Regions from separate parts of the Mus musculus genome. Here region 1 is linked to region 2. Evidence: chromatin contacts called from public HiChIP or PLAC-seq data. All regions are on one chromosome and are shown on one strand. The core of a region is the stretch at or near the end of the contact, and the rest is flanking DNA. Distances in the headings are between cores, read along the strand shown. Region 1 holds the start of Txlng (taxilin gamma). Region 2 has its middle 9.0 kb from the start of Gm15201.

Region 1 (2,844 bases), core at 221-2,720, 100 kb after region 2:
TTTGAAGTTCATGAATCGCATTAGAAAAATATTATTTCGTAACTTCATACAGGAGTGGCTTTTAAGATTAGTCAAATACATAATTAAGTAATATTAAATAGCTCTCAGTGGTCAAGCAGGGTGTCCAACAAGTCAAGCGGTTTCAGTATGTTCTCCTGCAAGGCAAAGGGATGGAATTTACACTTTTTCAATACCATACACCCCAGTTCTTGGTTCCTGGGCCTGAAAGCCCTGTACCCTACTCGTTGTGCAATCATTGTCAAAACTCCACCCACTGAGCTCCAGAACAAGTGGATTTCTCCCATTCTGAAAGAGATCTCGATTTTCTTGTATCCAGGGAGACACTGAAAACTCCTTGACGTGAGTCAAGTAAGGCAAGGGGAAACAAACAGTCCAGCTCTTCTCCTAGATTAAGAAAGACCAAAACCGAAGCCCAGGAGGAAACTCAAGTTTCCACTTATCAAATTAAAAAGAAAGAAAAGAAACAGAGGGTAGTGGCAGGAAGCCGGAGACAGCTATCAGAAGATGATGCTGGTTCCCCAGCATCACCACCTCATCCCCAGCCTCACACTCAAGGCAGGTCCATGATGCCCAGAGACCAAGCCCCGTTGTGGATCCCGGGAGCCCCGCGGCGTCCCCCGCGTAGCCACCCGCGCAGTGTCGCGGGGGACCGCGGGGGGGCAAGGGGAAGGGGGGAAGGGGCGAAAGGCAGCCCCGGCTTCTGCGCTGTTATCTTACTGCGCAACAGCCTCAGCTCTGAGGCCGGGGAGCACCCCGCAGCGCGCGCCCTACGCACCTGCCCAACACGGAGAGGGCTACCCCGTACCCCGATAAGCCCCCACCCCCACCCCGTCACCTCCTTGGGCAGCGGAGTCCCAGTGCCCGGTGACCACACAGGCTGAAGACTCAACACCCGGGGCAGCACCCGCCGCACGTGGCTGTCACACCTGGAGCGCCCCTGCCTAGCACCCCTTCACCCTCTCAGACCGGGGTCCACCATGTCCTCCCTCAGCCCCCTACTAGGCGTAGTGTCCCCAAGTCCCAACCACCGTCCCTTCTCACCAGATCCATTTCAGTCACAACCACCCCGCACCTGCTCCCCAACTATCGTCACTCTTCTGAAGGAAAAGGGGGAACGGGCCGGATGTTCGTCCCGTAGCTAAAGGTAAAGGGGTAAGTGAAGAGGTGAACCCCAAAAAGGGTAACCCAATCATCCCCGCGACCCAACCACAACGAAGGCGTCCCCTCCACTGACCTTCTGCGGGGGGCTACGTCGCCGTCCGCCCCGTCCGCCCTCACTAGCCTCCTCAGTACCGCCGCCTCTTCCTCGCGTTACCTCCTCAAGCCGAGTCGCCATGAGGTGACGGCAGCAGCCAAACAAGCGGCTGGACCAGGGGCACGGAACCTCTCAGGGGCTTCAGCCCCGCCCCCTTTACACCCCAACCAATCGTAGCGTGAGAGTCTTCTCACGTGACCGGAGGAGGTTGGCTCCTGAGGAAAGGCAGTTTGTTGGGGGTGGGGAGCGTAAAATTTTGGGCTGGGCTTCTGTTAGGGCCGAAGGGCAGACAGAGGCCGCTGGAGTCTGCGCGGACCGGGAAAGGGAGTAGACTACGAGTCCCAGAAGAATGTGCGGCCCCGGCGTCCAGCCATGAATCCGGATAGGAGCGTCCTGGGGGAAGAGTACCCGCTGTGCTGAGTGTGCAGCCTTCTGGGGCTTGTAGTCTCTGAGCGGCAATGTCGCGGTACCGGAAAGTAGTCGTTATTAACCTACAAGAAAAGTTTTAAAATCTTCCAGAGTTTGAGAAGGAATAGAATCAGAGACACTTCTTTGTGGTTTTGCTTTTTTTGCTCTTCTTCATAATTGTGCAAGTATAATTTGAGAATAAGAGACTCTTTTAACTTCGCTATTTTCGAGGTGGGAGATGCAGTCTCAGAATTTGGAACATTGGACACTTGCCCAGAGTACAGCCTCTCTACCAGAGTTCTCCCCAAGGTTTAACTGTCCAGAGTTCCTTTGGGCTGGAAGCCTATTCACCTTTGCCCAACTGATCTGGCTTCAAGTACAGTTCTCCATGTTAGTTCAAGATTAATTCGTATTTAAAATGTCTTGCTTTTTGCACCATATGTTTTGCTAATTAAAAATATCACGAACTCTGTTTACTAAAACAGTTATTTTTTTCTTGATATGTTAGAGAAGGTCACTCAGAAATATCCCCTGTTTTCTATTTAATGGAACCAGATCCTTAGTGGCCTAGTGTCTAGAAGTCACTGACCATCACAAAATCCGGAATTGAAATAATTCACTATGAAAATCTGTACAAATATACTTTCCTACAGTTGAACACAAAACAGTGATACCAGGAGCCAAAACTTAAATAACTTGAGGGACTGAAAATTTCAAATGAGCAAATTCTTAGGAGAAAATAGGGTTGGTTTTGTTATTAATGTTGTTTGGGGGTTTTATTGTTATTTTTTTTTTTTGTGGTGCTCATTATCAAACCACGGATCTCATACATACAACACCTGCACTCAACCACTGAACTACACTCCAGCTCAGTTCAGTTGAAGAAATTCTTTTTTTTTTTTTTTTTTTTTTTTTTTTTTGGTTTTTTTGAGACAGGGTTTCTCTGTGTAGCTCTGACTGTCCTGGAAGTCACTCTGTAGACCAGGCTGGCCTTGAACTCAGAAATCCACCTGCCTCTACCTCCCAAATGCTGGGATTAAAGGCGTGTGCAACCACACCCAGCCATGCTGAAAAAAAATTTTTAAGATTTTATTTATTTATTTATTTATTTACTTATTATATATGATGAGTACCCTGTAGCTGTCTTCTTTTTAAAATTT
Region 2 (2,980 bases), core at 220-2,719:
CCTCCGGTAGTACTATGTCCAATTTTCTGAGGAACCGCCAGACTGATTTCCAGAGTGGTTGTACAAGCCTGCAATCCCACCAACAATGGAGGAGTGTTCCTCTTTCTCCACATCCACGCCAGCATCTGCTGTCACCTGAATTTTTGATCTTAGCCATTCTGACTGGTGTGAGGTGGAATCTCAGGGTTGTTTTGATTTGCATTTCCCTGATGATTAATTTTAAGTTAGATTATACTTTTAAAAATCATGTTCACAAAGAATTTTTAACATTTTTTTCTCTTGGTGTTACTGAATTATTTTATAACATGTATTGAAAATATTTTGCTTTAATTTGTTTATTTTAATGTTTAGCTGGGGCTGGGCGTGGTTGTGCATGTCTTTAATACCAGCACTTTTGAGGCAAAGGCAAGCAGATTTCTGTGAGTTTGAGGCCAGCCTGATCTAATAATGAGCTCCAGGACAGCCAGAGCAATGTAGAAAGACTCTCAGAGGGGGGAGGGTATAGGGGACTTTAGGGATAGCATTTGAAATGTAAATGAAGAAAATATCTAATTAAAAAATTGAAAAAATAAAAGAAAGACTCTCCGAAAGAGACAGAGACAGAGAGACAGTATAACAGGTTTAAAATAGAAAATAATCTTGGCCTTTAACTATAACTTTGTTTCCTCCTCAGAAAATATATGTTTATATCATTACTGTAGAAGTGATTTAGAATTTAGGTACTTTTAAATTTTCATCAAACGTTCAAAAGCTGGGTATGGTGATGCACGCCTTTAATCCCAGCACTTGGGAGGCAGAGGCAGGCGGATTTCTGAGTTCGAGGCCTGCCTGGTGTACAAAGTGAGTTCCAGGATAGCCAGGGCTATACAGAGAAACCCTGTTTCGAAAAAAAAAAGAAAGAAAGAAAGAAAGAAACAAAAAAACAAAAACGTTCAAGGCCAGCCTCATCTACATAGCAAGTTTCAGGCCAGCCGGGGATACATAGAAAAACTCTATCTCAAAACACCAAAAGAAAAAAAATTAATTAAAATAAAATCTCCATCAAAGAATATATACCCTTTCCTCTTTTGCTATTGTCTTGAAGTTGGAAGACTAACTTTATTTTTAGCACCTAAAATTATGCCATCAAGGCTTTTTAATGTAAAATGAAATTACAGTGTCAATTTAGTCTAAATGAGAAGGAAAAAGAAAGGAACATGGAGTAGGGAGAGAGAATGCAGGTGGATGCAGTTCAGGAGCAAAACTCAAACCGTCCGGGCAGGGACAGGCAGAAAAGCATTCGCAAAATCTCCCTCGGGCTGGCTCCGAGCAGAGCAGAGGGGGGCGGGCTGGCTATGATTACTAGCAGAGTTTCACTGGCCCCTTTTAGTTTCATCTCCCCTCCTTCGGTCTGTCTCAACACAGCAACTCCTGTGGAGAAGATGCCATTGTGCAATTAGGCCCCCCGCTGCCCTCAGAGTAAAAAGATAAGGGCTTAGCCGCTCTTCCCACCCACTTCGCTGACCTCTCACCCACCACCGGCCAGAGCTCTCTGAGCTCACCCGGCTGCTCTGGTCTTTTTGTTTGTACCCTGGGAGAACAAAGCAAGCTCTTCCCAGCCTTGCCTTGAATGCCTTGGTGGCCATTAAGCTACTTTGCTTGGCGGCGGCCTAGGACACCGTGTTCCACACAATCAAGGGCTCTTCTTCCCTTCTGCAGAGGTCTGCTTGACCTCCCAGTCAGATCACCCACAAAATGTTCTCTGTTCACTTGCCCTCCCACTCTGTCTTTTTTTTTCCAAACCCCATCTCTTGAAGCCCAAGCTGACCTTGATCTTAGGGCTAAAACTACAGAGATTTACGAGCACGACGGCCCATCTTCCTGTCCTGTGATGTCACTTTTCCATTTCTACTTTTCTCCGGGGTCCTTACAAGGGTCCACCATAGAACAAGCTTCTTTGCTTTGTCTGCTCCATCTTCTGTAAGCCCCACAGGGTGGGCATTGCTTAAAATACTTTGTGTATGAGGACGGAAGCCAGAGCAGCCCCAGGTGGACATTTTTGTCACTAGATCCTCAGAACCAGAACGTATGTATGGCTCGAGAGACCGGGGGAGGAGGGGGGTCGCAGAGAGAGGGAGAGGGAGAAGACAGTCAGGGACACAGAAAGACAAAAACAGAGACACAGAAAGAGATACAGGCAGAGAGGCAGAGAGGTGTGGAGGAGATAATACTCAGAAACAGAAGCAGAAAAGAGAGGACAAGACAGAGAGAAGAGGAGGAGGGTAGGTCAGATAAAGTGGAGAGACAGGTTGGAGCTAGGTTCTGTTGACTCTGTGACAAGGATATGCCATTAAGTTAATGAGGCTTCAGGAAGAGCCCTAGCAACCAGCTGAAATTCGCCAAGCTAAACCACTCAAGCCGCGGTCAGCTACAAGCATTGTCCCTTTCCATTTCCAGCGCGACCCTTGCTGCACACGCTGTGGTTGCTTTGTGCTGTGTCTGTTTAGCTAAGCTGAATGCTGTTTCCCAGAATTCCCCGCCCAGTGTGGTTCTGGCTTCTAGAAGCATTCTGTAGGCAAACCAGAAGGAAAAGGTACCCCAACGTGTGTGTGTGTGTGTGTGTGTGTGTGTGTGTGTGTGTGTGTGTGTGTATGTGTGTGTGTTTTAACTCTTGATGTTTAATTCCAGACACCGGAGCAGATCTCACAGTGTCACCATGTCACTCATCTGATCCCTCATTTACGTTGACCCTGGGCAGGCACTCAGTCCTACAGGCCATACAGCTCCCACCACATCTCCTTTTGGAGCAGGTTACACACACTCTCTCACTCTTCACCAGCTTTCACAGTGACATTAAGGTTGAAGCCCTGAGGTTCAGTGGCAGAGGACTTGCCCAGCGTTCTTGAGGCCTGAGTTCAACCCAAGACCCTGAAAACGAAGTTTGAGTTAGCATGTTGTGCGCCATGTTTTTGGCCACTTGGGGAAGCACCGATTATGGCAT

What was found. HiChIP or PLAC-seq counts read pairs in DNA pulled down with a chosen protein or histone mark.
Region 1: a contact with region 2 is called in an H3K27ac HiChIP or PLAC-seq map of extraembryonic endoderm stem cells. The contact joins the promoter of Txlng here to the enhancer-like site in region 2. A contact is called at or near these places in 1 of 39 promoter capture datasets (erythroid cells), 1 of 15 datasets of contacts at CTCF or cohesin (large pre-B cells), 4 of 484 Hi-C or Micro-C datasets (CD4 T cells, centrocytes, embryonic stem cells and 1 more), 8 of 115 datasets of contacts at active chromatin or transcription factors (the 230-238 cell line, embryonic stem cells, epiblast stem cells and 3 more) and 3 of 9 other capture datasets (adipose tissue, liver and pancreatic islet).

Annotation. Positions count from the first base shown.
Region 1 is chrX:162,827,984-162,830,827 of GRCm38.p6, forward strand. It overlaps Txlng (taxilin gamma), which reads right to left and starts at 1,471. Exons shown (of 10, transcript NM_178935.5): 1 at 1,256-1,471. The coding sequence starts at 1,357.
Region 2 is chrX:162,726,087-162,729,066 of GRCm38.p6, forward strand. No RefSeq gene overlaps it. Among named protein-coding and RNA genes, the nearest start is that of Gm15201, 9.0 kb to the right of the region's middle. Within about 2 kb of position 1,470, at least 64 of the 459 cell types and tissues checked have an H3K27ac peak or open chromatin away from gene starts, as enhancers often do. A contact at or near this core is called in epiblast stem cells, extraembryonic endoderm stem cells and pancreatic islet, where this site is marked.